2 separate regions of the Danio rerio genome follow, and region 1 is linked to region 2. The links are chromatin contacts, called in public HiCAR-type maps. All regions are on one chromosome and are shown on one strand. The core of a region is the stretch at or near the end of the contact, and the rest is flanking DNA. Distances in the headings are between cores, read along the strand shown. Region 1 overlaps coq8aa (coenzyme Q8A, genome duplicate a). Region 2 overlaps LOC141379398 (a long non-coding RNA gene).

Region 1 (6,368 bases), core at 2,602-5,101, 130 kb after region 2:
ACAATATATTTTGCTAAGTAATAATCTACCAATGGGTTAAGCAAAATAATATTATGTCAAAATAAAAGAACAAGATTATTTGCTTACCTCATTGGCAGATTACTTAACTTAATTTTGGCATATTATTTCTGAAACCAAGGCACTATTTCTACTTGTCTAGAAAATGCTTCAAGAACTTTTATATATTTAAAAAATACAAGATAAAAACTGTAAATAAAAAATCATTTTTTGCCATGTAATTTGTATTGTTTTCCAATCAAGTAAATGTTATAGATTTTGTTTTAGTTTGAATAAGCTTCTATTTTAAAATAAATGTTATTGTATGTCTTTAGTAATTAAAGTTTAGTGATTTGGGTAACCTTTTTCCTAGACATAGAATATGGCTAAAAATATTCATTAAATCGCTTCAGTATAGTAAGTATTGTAACTTATAATATCAACTTCTAGTATAGTTATATAGACACATTTTCAAATGTCTGGTACTGTATATGCTTAGCAAAACTGACATTTTTCATTATTCCTTGGCAAGCTGTAATTTTAAAGCTGACATACCCAAAATTTGGCCGTCAGACAGGATGTTCGCTCGCCATCACATCACTCAAACGTGTGTGTTGATGCTCACGTCGTGTCTGTGGTGCACGTGCAGGTTGGCATGCTTTTTCCCGGTGGTTTGCTTGAGCTGCTCAGTGACTCAGAAGTTTTGTGGTTTTTGGCAGGGAGCTTCTGAAAGATCACCCCTTTTTCTACGTGCCGGACGTCATCAGTGAGCTGAGCAGTCAACACGTCCTCACCACTGAGCTGGTGCCCGGCTTTCCTCTCGATCAGGCTGAAGCACTCACACAAGAGCTCAAAAATGAGGTATTCGTTGTTTCTGTTGAACTAGTTGCACACATGAAGTGAAGTTTATCCATAAACTAATTTCGAGAGGATCACTTGCTTATGATTGACACGGCTGGCCCCGAGTCAAGCTAATGAATGAACCACCAATCAGGCTCTCTCCCGGGACAGCATGCCAAACTAGCTTATTACCAATCATCAGCTAAGTGTGAAGTCTTGAAATAAGTCTGAAATTGAAGCATTTAAAGAGTCTTTAAGTGGTAGTTCACCCAAAAATTTAAACAAGCTTTTAATTCACTCACTGTTGGGCCATCTAATATGTATGAGACTTTTTATCCCCCTTAGTTAAACATTAAAGGATACTTTTATTTTTGAAAAGGCTGAAAAAGTGGTCCTTGGTCATTCATAAAATGCAAGTCAGTTGTTATTGGCAATTTGACAGTCAAAAATGCACATACAGGTGAAATAAAATTATTACCTGTGACTTAATAATATATTGAGGTCTTGCATTGTGAACTAATCAGTCTGTACAAGAAACTTAATGTTAGTTAATAAAAAAATAAAAAGCTTTAGTTCCCAGCCTCTGCACACTAAGCACATCCTGTTGTGGGTTTGTCTGTTTTGTTGGGTATCACGTTTGAGGCATCATGCTTTTCTGGCTCTTATTTAATAAATGTGAATGTGGAGCTCATATCAGAGGGGAAAATGCATTTTATTCTGATGCACAGAGCAATAAATCCGTATTCACAAGACATTAATATTGTCATCTAAACTTAAATTTCTATAACTATATGGCAAACGTCTTACCTAAACTAAATATGAATCAGAGCTATAATGTTTGTTACATATTCGTTTTAGGATTAAAGCGTGTGTTAGGTCAGCACGATGTTGGAACATTTGACATTCTGATATTTTATTATTATTATTATTATTATTTATTATTTTTTTAATATATGTTGCAATATAGATATAATTTCACTAGTTGATCAGCACGATGTTGGAAAATTTGACATTCTGATATTTTATTATTATTATTATTATTTATTATTTTTTAAATATATGTTGCAATATAGATATAATTTGAATCGCTTTTTTTTTTTGTTTTGTTTTTTTGGAAAAATTAAATTAATTAGATCCACTGCGATGATCAAGCCTCTTTCTATGCAGTGCATCTGCATACAAAATAGTAACAGACAAGCATGTATAAAAACAATACCATTTAAATAAATAGTGCTTTATGGGTTTCTGGGGAGTCCAACAGTATTGAAATATATTGGACAATCAAATGTAAAATAACATGGTCATCATGGAATGAAATTATATTTAATAATATCGTAGTCCTTTAATCTTTAATAAATAATTAAATCCTGTGATATGAATATTGCGGATGGGATACACGCGTTGCGATATCAATGCTCAAATGATTTATTGTTCAGTCCTAGTTTGTGGAATAACTTTTTTTATTTTTATTTATACAGCTAAATAATATAAGAACTGTTTAGACCGAATAAACTAACTAATATAAGCTGTAAACGCACAACAGAACTAAAACTTTACTGAAATTAGGCCTGTCACGATATCTATTTTTTGTCGTACAATAGATTGCACCAAAATATATTGTGATTTAACAATATTATTGTCATTTTAAGACCATTTTATGCCACTCATTAAATGCCAGATTGGCAATCTATCGTCACAATGCAAGTGCACTCTTTCTATTAATATTCTTAATAATGTTTAATTTAATTATAGTCATTCTAAGAATATAAAAATTAGGCATTGGAATCAGAATGTAAAAACACGTATGCTAAATAAATAATAATAAATGTTAACAAAAAAAGTGAAAGGTAAAAAGTAACAGTGGCTGCGATATCTGCTACCAGATCTATTTTCAGTCATCAGGCACCCACATGAAATTAAACTATAGTCATTTATAGTAAATATTATAGTGTTTCTTAACTATACTGACACCTCCAATAGAGATGAAGATGCAAGATCAGCTGAAATGTTGCTAGAATTGGTTTTTATGTTTGGTTGATATACATTGCATCAGCAAAAATGATTGAGGTCAAGTCCATGTGTTGTGCAATAAGTTGATATATTGAATATTGTGACAAGCCTACCTGAAGTTACAATTAAATGTACAATTGAATTAAATTACATTGCATTTTTTTTTTTTTAATAAATAAAAACCTCGATTGTAATTTCAGTTACACGAAAACAACATTGATGCAAACACAAATGTCTCTATTAGGGCTGCACAATATATCGTTTCAGCATCAATATCGCAATGTGCAAATGCACAATAATCACATTGCAGAATCTGCAAAAGTTAAAATTACAGCTTATTCATCCATTAGGAAATATGAGTGGGATAATAATTGACCACATAATGAAGATTAACCATAAAAGAGTAAATAACTTTCAATTGCTTTTGTTTTTAAGGCCTTTGACTGTAGGATTTCAAGTGTATTTAAACCATTTGTGATAATAATTCATAACATTTTAATGAATCAAGATTGTTTATTTTTTTATACAACAAAGACTTTTTTGTTTTTGTTTGTTTGTTTGTTTACATTTGATTACGTAATTCATGTACCTGAATACAGCTCCAGAAAACTGTAAAATGCTATGTTTAATATAAAACTATGAATTCTTTCCAAATTGAGCCAGACGCATCCTCTTAAGAAATTCTACTCATAACGCAGAAAACTAAACCTTGCAATGTCAGTTTCTGTCCAATATCGTGCAGCCCTACTGTCTCTATAGTGTGATGTATTTAATAGATTTTTTAAAAAATGAAATATATTTGTATTATTGTTATTATTTTATTAAACTAAGGTGCATCTGTCTTTATAAACAGTATTCACTCATTAATGAGTTCTCACCCAACTGGGCTGAAAAATATTTTCCACATGTACAGTTTGGCCAGTTATATAAATAAAGGCCCATTAAAAAGTGCTGTGGTATCAGGCCACGTCAAAATCTGAGGTGGGACTTTGTTTTCCTGACACTTCATCGCCACCTGCTGGTGGAAGAGTTTGCTGGCATCAGAAGGACAAAGTGTAAATAAAAGAGCATGACGTTAAAAAGCCAAGGAATTAAGTATAAATTCAGTCAAATGTTGAAAAAAATCCCAGAGTAGAAGCTGTCGTGTACACTGACAGACATGAAGGCAATTATTGTGATTGAAATGTATAAACAGACCATACCAATATGATTTAAATGCGCATCAGTTATATGGGTTGACGTAAACATTGCACTAAAACAGTCTTTGTTTGGAGATGAAGCTGATCTATGACATGACTGTGTATACTGTGGATAATATGCTGATTTTATTTTTTATTTTTTTAATGATCAGATCTGTAAAAACATCCTGAATCTGTGTCTGAGAGAGCTCTTCGAGTTCAGATACATGCAGACGGATCCCAACTGGTCCAATTTCTTTTATGATCCACAAACACATCGGGTAAGAGAGCGAGAGAGTCTGGATCAGTGTCGGTTTTTTCATAGTATTTATAATTTTTTTTTACACTAAAAATCAAACGATAAGTCTTAATGTCAATTTAAACCAGAGTACTTTTTATCTTCAATTGTTAGATTTGTTTTTGTCACTACATAATTTGTATACTTTAATTTGTTCGCTTTTTTGGGTTTCTGACTATTATTATTATTTTTATTGTTGTTGTTATAAGCATTTAGAAAGCTGTAGTTAAAGAATATGTATGTGGCCAAATTTGAAATAAACCTAAAATTAATTAAGTTTAAAACTAATCACTTTATTATAGTTTATTTAATTTAGTCCTGTGATTCATGATGTTTCCAAGTGTCACCCGATCCTCCAGAAACCTTTCCAATATGCTGTTTTTTTAAAATAAAAGTAATCTTTCTAATTATTAGTATTGAAAGATAGATATTGTAGCATGTTGTCAAAAAAATCAAAAAGGTTTTAAAAGTTGTCTTCATCTCTCAACGTGTATATATAAGTGTTTCATTTATTTATAATATTATTTGTCGTATTACATGATAGAAGTTTATTGTACATTTACATTTGTCAAGTGCTTTTGTACAATAAGTGAAAGGCAAGTGATTTGACTTCATATATTAATATATATCCAAGTATTCATATTAGGAATGTATTTTTAAAAAATTGCTGCATGATATATTAATTTTTTTTTGGTTTTCTTTTTAGTTTTTTTGTTTTGTTTTGTTTTTTGTATTTGAGAATGTTTTGTTCATTGTTTTTATTCATTTAATATTGTAGTTACTTTTACTGTACTTTAGAGTTAAGTACAGAGAAATCTAGTTGTATAGAAAATGAAAATGTAGTGTAAATGTAATGTTATGTTTATGATATAAAAAGTATTATAGATAATTTAGTAACAAATTGCTGTATATTGTATTATAACTTCTTTAATATTAGGACTTTTATACTTTGGACATTTTTAAAAAAGTACCAGCAGGAAAAATCTTTAATTATTTATCAAAAATTGAACAGAAAAATAATATTTAACTTGAGAATTTTATTTATTTATATTTTATATATATTTGTCTAAGTAACTTTTGATTGTAATTCGAATTTGTTTTCATCATGTAATATCGTATGGATATCCATTTTGCCACAAAATAGTCATAAGTTGCTGATGTGGCAATAAATAAATAAATAATAAATTAGGACTTTTATTATTCTGAGTACAGTAAATAAAAGGTAAATATGTTTTGTTCTCATATGTCAGAGTGTTTGAACTTGTTCTTCTGTCCACAGGTTGCTTTACTTGATTTCGGTGCGACGAGAGGGTTTGATGAGAGTTTTACTGATGTTTATATTGAGGTAAACCCATAAAAGTGAAGGTAAACGATTGTGTGAATAAAACTTTTTCCCTTGTAGACTGATGACCTTCGTCTTTTAAACAGATCATTAAGGCTGCGGCAGATGGTAATCGAGAAGGAGTGTTGAAGCAATCCATAGACATGAAGTTTTTGACTGGTTATGAGTCAAAGGTAAGAATATAAGCTGATGTTTTATTGTTTTCTCCTGTTCTCTACACACTCAGAAAACACACACTTGAGAAAAATTAAGCGAAAATATAACATTTTTTCAGCTGAAATCTGGGTTGTTAATTCTTAAAATCAAAGTCAAAAGCATTTTAAGAGTTAACCAACATTAAATGATTACGTACTGCTCCTGAGATACGTTCTGTTTTAAAGCACAGGGATTGGTCTGGTCTAAAAATTGGACTTTACATTATTCATATCTTTATTAGCTTTAATCTACAGCCTTAGTGAACAACAAAATCTGAATCTACAAACAGGTTCTTAGGACGATTTGTATCTGGTTCAGATAACTGATACGGAAGTTTATATAATCATACAGTGAAATGATGCTTATGAAATTGTTATTAAAACACTAATTAATTGTAAAATGCATTGTTTTGCAAGACTAAATCTTGTAAATTGAATAAATAATCAACTTTCCATTTTTACATAAACCATGAGAAACCATTAATAAATTAATATCACCCACTCAATAA
Region 2 (6,053 bases), core at 2,805-5,304:
TGAGTTTGGTGGTCATAGCTTGAAAGCTCAAGGAGGAGATGCGTTTTGTTTTTTTAGTCTCAGAAGAAAAATAGGAGAACAGTAGCCTGGCTTGCTACACAAGCCAGCCTAATTAACACAACAGATGATTTCAAGTACTTCACACTACTTAAATAATACAATATGTACAGTAGAAACATAATGACGAATGAAAAGTGGTATAGCAAACAAGACGCGTGTGTGTCATGTTCAAATATTAAGTTAAATGTGCAGAATTAATGACTCCTAATTGTTTTTCCTTATGTTTTGTGTATCTATCAAAATGTTGCAGGGGGGAGTTCACTCTGTGCTAGATGGCTTTATCTAATAACCTAATTAACTAAAGAATCCAGAATCCTCTCTTGGCTGTATTTCTTAGAGTTTTGTTTAGGACCATATTTTGTAATGTTGTTTAAGGAATAAATTGGATTTATACCTTACCACACAAGGAATATCTTTATGGGTTTTACAAATGAAGCCAATGTCCACTCCAGTGAAGAAAATTAATAAAATACACTTTTATTATTAAAATAAAATCCAGTGAAAAATAAAAACAAATACAAGATCTAAACAAAATCCTTTACTTTATTCTCCACTGAGAATAAAGGGCCTAAGACATTCAGTATAGAGGAGTCAGTTAAGCGCGCTGCTGGTTTGTATGTTCCAGCCTTTTATTTTTCATGCATAGATGTAAAAGCTTCTTTAGAATAGCTATATCAGAAAACTTTGGGAAACAGCTATCTCAGGAAAAGCTCTCCAGAGTAAATCTCTAAACATGTAAATCAACATTTAACCAGTTTATCAAGGTCTTTAGGAGGTAAAGTTCCTATATTTCTTCCAGGCAGCAGTTCTTGTAGTTTTATCTGGATCGCATCCTCCCGTAACATTAGCAAATGGCTGAAACACTTCAGTGCACCATTTGAGTTCAAGTTCTCTGTCGATGGTGCCTGTCCTTCCTCTTACATTTCTTCTCATCGGTAAAAGCTGTTTTTTAAAACGTTGGAATATCCGAATATGTACGTGAAGTTTTGTGTCTTTTACAATTAATGTCGTTAAAACTGACCAGACCCCACAACTCTGATCGGTATCTTAAACAGTAACGTTAATAATTAAAATAATAGATTTGACCACCCCTATAACGGTTCATACCTATGTGAAAGCATAATCATGTCAATCTGCAAGAAAAAATTCATTCAACTATCCTAAACCGGCAGATTAGAGCATCGTAAGAGATCACAAGACTGACTTCTCATAAAACAGGCATTTGTTTCTGCATAAAGCCTAAAAGTAAAGTTAAATTAGATGCATAGTTTGTATAGTTTGACCTAAAGTAAGCCGAATATAGCTAATCAGGTCAGAATACATTAAATAGCAAATCCCATAAAAGACTGAGAACTTAAATACATTTTACATTTTGAATACATTTTTCTTTTCTCAAGCAAAAAACAGTGAAAATGTCTGCAGCCTTCGGTGCACTGATTTGGTGTTGCCAGAGACGCCCCATTTTAAATTGTAATATCAATCTGGGAAAAAAATATAAATCACAAGCAAATAATTTTTGCTTAAACCCAAGAGAGCTCATATTGTGAATGCTATGCAGATAACTGATATTTTGTTTTCCTAAAAACTTAAATGTAATCATTACAGAACTTATTAACAATTGTTAAACTGTTATTGTGTTGCTGTCATTGTCTTCGGTAACACTTTTAGATAGATAATACAGTAATATGTACTGTAGACCTACACATCACTCAAATACGTTACAAATAATAATTGCGTTATATATTATACATTTTATTTTAACATTTTTACTTTAAAGTTTTTTTTTTAATTTGCCAGAACAGAAAACTGTCCCGGAATGGTACAAAACTTAAAACGTTAATACATTTTATTAATAAATTATATGTAATTTTAATAAATACATAAATTTGATTCACTGAAGCATGTATTACACAAACTAAACATATAGTTAGTGTAATCGTCAATGTATAATTCGCACACTATATAAAATAATTACGTTTTCCCAAATAAACTGTAGGAATTGTGTTGTTTCAACTCATTTTATTTATTTACATGTGTGTGTGTGTGTGTATACTGTATATATATATATATATATATATATATATATATATATATATATATATATATATATATAATTATTATTATTTATTATTATTTATTTATTTTTATTGTTATTTTTCTCAAAACAACAACAAAAAAACATTATCAAGTGAACATGGAAACAAAAAAGACATACAAAACAAGTGTCAAAGGTATATATAAAATAAAAGCACCACAATAAAAGTAAAACAATACATTTCTTCTTAACCATTTACTTAGTATGCAGAATTTTTATAGACTTGTTGTCTCAAGGAAAGTGTCAGTACTTCAATATCATATTTCACAATATCATACCATTCAACTACAGATGGAGGATCTTCCTTGAGGCATTTCTTTGTAGTTGCCTTTTTGCTAATTGTTAGTAGTGTTTTAAGAAGATATGCATCATTTTTGGTATTTTTGAAGTATAAATTCCTAGGTAATTGTAATTTTTAAACGATTCCAGATTCAATCCCATTATTGCATTTATCTCTTTATTCAAATCTTGCAAATAGGTGTGTATGATATTACAATCCCAAAATATGTGGAAATGATCAGCCAATACATTTTCACATTTTCTCCTGCATTCACCATTTTATTTTATCTCTAGTTTGAAAGTATTTTATTTTAGGTGTCATAAAGAACCTGATTACATTTTTCCAAATACATTCCCTTCATGAATCTGAATGAATTGTAATAAACTGTGTTTCCCTAATGGTTAATCATTCCTCATTTGTTAGAATTATGTTTTCTGTTTTATATACATTGTTGAGTGTTTCTTTGTTAATGTCAGACAAGAATAAATTCTTGATACTAGTTTCTTATGAACCTTTTTGTAAGTATCTATAAATACCTGTGTTGTTTTTATGTCTTAGGAATCTCTTATGTTTTTACTGAAGTAGTCTCTAACTTGAAAGCAATGGAAAAAGTCTTGTTTAAGCTATGTGTATTCCAAGGTTGTTGAAAACTTTCTAATTCATTGTCAGTAGTGATGAGACTAAAGGGTGTTATGCCTTGCAAACTCCATTGTTTGAATCTTAGATCTTGTTTTGCTGGTTGAAATTGAATATGTTCAACCCATCTCAATATCTTAGCTTGGTTTTCCCTTTTAGGATTCTTTAATTCTTTGTACCTAATGTTTTCAGCTCATTTTAAATAAGTAGTTTGAATAAGCCTTTTTTTTCTAGTGTAGATCAAATGTTTTCTCTAATTCAGTAAATCCTAAATTAAACCCGAATGCCTTTTCACTGTGACAGTACTCACTTTTTCCATTCATACTAAAGTCTCTACTTTCCCTGAATTATGACTGAAATCTCCTTGTGTTTGACAGTGTTTTTCTCCCCTGAGCTCTGTCTGTTCCTCAGATCTGAAGTTGGACTGAATTTATCTTTCAGCAGCACTGTACTTTCTGATGCTAGTGCTCTGTGGGTAGGCCATCGCCATGGGTCAAGGGCCTCATACATTTTTGAGTGTTTTTGCTGTATGGTCCTTTTATTAGTATAGTATTTTGTGTGAGGCTGGTGGGCGTTTGGCTTCCTGACTCTTGAACATGGCCTCTCTCCAAGCTCCTGCTCCCCAGGCTAATATTTCTGAGGCTTTCTGCCAGCGCTGTGACTCAGTCCAAGTATGACTAAATAAGGAAGTCCAGTTTATTCAAGAGGAGAAAATGAAAATTAAGCTGCTTAACCTTCACTTTTTCTGTCATCAGATAAAAATAGATAAACTGTTTGTGTGTGCACCTCGGCTGGACCATTGACTAATCGTCTATTATTTGATCAGGTCAGAACTGATGGTTGCCAGAAAATTATGTAGACTTTTGAGTGGGTTTTATTGATTTTAAATAGTATCTAACTTATAGTGTTCATGGAGTGCATGTGAAAGTGTCACACAGGAACTAAAGAGGGAAAATCTGGATCGTGTGAACTTTCCACAGTAGTGCATTAAGCAGAAGAGACACTAGGTGGCGACTATTCACTTTGTAAGAACAAAACCTGCTTTGTTTTATGGAGTTATTTCCAACTTATTAGTAATTTAGAATACTTTGGTGTTTGTATACTATAACTTATTGTTGGTGAGTGCAGATGTTAAGATGCTCATTTGGAATGAATTTGATTTGATCTCATCAGACTTGTATATTGCCCAAAATAAATTGTATGGTGGCAGTTAATTTTGTATGAAAAATTTAAATATACTATAACTGAAAAGTGTATTATTCCCAGAAATCAAGCTGTTATAAGCCGATATGAGTGTTTAAAATTTATTTTTAAATATTGTTCCAGCCAAAAACTAAAATAACACTTTCTCTAAAAGAAAAATAGAATAGAAAATACAGTGAAAAGTGCCTTGGTCTGTTAAACATCACTTGAAAGATATTTTGAAAAGAATTAGAATTTAAAAGGGGTCTAATCATTTTGTCTTCAATGTCATATATATCATGTGTATGTGTGTGTGTACATGTACACACATAAATATAAGTTTTAATATACTTATAATACATTTTAAGTGGTCTACAGTTTTAAATTCCCAAAGCCCACTTTTCTATATACAGGTGCGGGACTTTACACAAAAGCATTTTCCCTTTTTTCCTACCCTTCTTCAACAAAATCATAATGAGGACTTTTTCCTGATGACAAAGAACAAAGTGGAATCATTTCTTGTACATATGCTAACCTTGCATCATTATCTACTTTTAGATCTTCACAGAGACTCAACTAGACCTTAATATCAGTTAGATAGATGACGATTGGAATAAATCAATAGAATATATACAGTTTTAACCAGAATTATTAGCCCCTATTTGATTTTTTGTTTTTTTGTTTTTTTAAATATATCCCATGGCAGTTTAACAGATCAAAAACATTTGTCTGATAATATTTTTTTTTCTTCTGGAAGAAAGTCTTGTTTGTTTTATTTTGGCTAGAATAAAAGCAGTTTGTATTTTTTTAAACATTTTAAGGTCAATATTATTAGCCCCTTTAAGCTTTATATTTTTTCGATAGTCTACAGAATAAACTACTATGTTTAGAAATGTGTTGGAAAAAAATCTTCTCCTTTAAACAGAAATTGGGTAAAATCAGGGGGGCTAATATTTCTGACTTCAACTGTGTTTATATATAAGGAGTTTTTTATTACAAAGAGATGTTTATTTCACAACAGCTGTTAGACATTTTACAGCTATTTTTTAATTCTCTAATCAGGAAAAGAAAACTAAAAACAATTCTACAATTCCTCATGATAATAACAGCAATATATATCCATTTACACAATCTTCCATTTACACAAAAAACTATTTACTGAAGTAAGTGTGATTGGGCAATATTTATAAAAATAGGCATAAAACTTAAGGCTTCATAATACTCGATTCATTTGGACCAAAAGCAAACAAATATATATTTTTGATTATTTGTGTAGTTTTTTTTTTCGAAATAAATATACTTTTGACAATGTTGAAGTTGTCATTTAAAAAGTTTATACAATTAAATCTATAAAACTAGAGATTTCTTCTTTTGACACATTAAAATATGTGGTTAAGAAATAACTACATTTACTTTTTCCAATAGCATTGGTCCAACCTGGTCATTATAATAATTCTCATTGTTTAGCCTCGTATAAGTCTAAAATCTAATTCATAATGGTCCTAAAAGTCTTAAATGTGATTTGATGAAACCTGCAGAAATACTGTGATATGTACACAATGTTAAAGCACTATGTTTATATGTTGTGTTGTTAGCTACTGTATGTTGATTAGTGAATGTATGAATGTATGTTTTGACTATTTAAATAAATAAAAAGGGGGAAAATGTAAGTGGTCTATATAGATTTTTTTCTGAGATTTTTCAAGATATGGGTCCTTCATTATTATGTTTTCCCATTTTTACATATTCTCATGCCAAACATCAGGGTAGAGCTGCCTGATTTTACCTTCTTAAAAATGT

The links. HiCAR-type assays count read pairs that join an accessible place to other places.
Region 1: a contact with region 2 is called in a HiCAR-type map of caudal fin, with 6 times the contacts expected there. The contact joins two enhancer-like sites. A contact is called at or near these places in 4 of 18 Hi-C or Micro-C datasets (caudal fin, embryo, hematopoietic stem cells and 1 more) and 1 of 4 datasets of contacts at active chromatin or transcription factors (caudal fin).

What each region holds. Positions count from the first base shown.
Region 1 is chr20:41,787,665-41,794,032 of GRCz12tu, forward strand. It overlaps coq8aa (coenzyme Q8A, genome duplicate a), which reads left to right. Exons shown (of 15, transcript NM_001002728.2): 11 at 717-858; 12 at 4,199-4,306; 13 at 5,603-5,668; 14 at 5,752-5,838. Among named protein-coding and RNA genes, the nearest start is that of si:ch211-245h14.1, 15 kb to the right of the region's middle. Within about 2 kb of position 3,852, at least 1 of the 62 cell types and tissues checked has an H3K27ac peak or open chromatin away from gene starts, as enhancers often do. A contact at or near this core is called in caudal fin, where this site is marked.
Region 2 is chr20:41,655,562-41,661,614 of GRCz12tu, forward strand. All of the region lies in intron 2 of LOC141379398 (a long non-coding RNA gene), which reads left to right. Among named protein-coding and RNA genes, the nearest start is that of stum, 57 kb to the left of the region's middle. Within about 2 kb of position 4,055, at least 15 of the 62 cell types and tissues checked have an H3K27ac peak or open chromatin away from gene starts, as enhancers often do. A contact at or near this core is called in caudal fin, where this site is marked.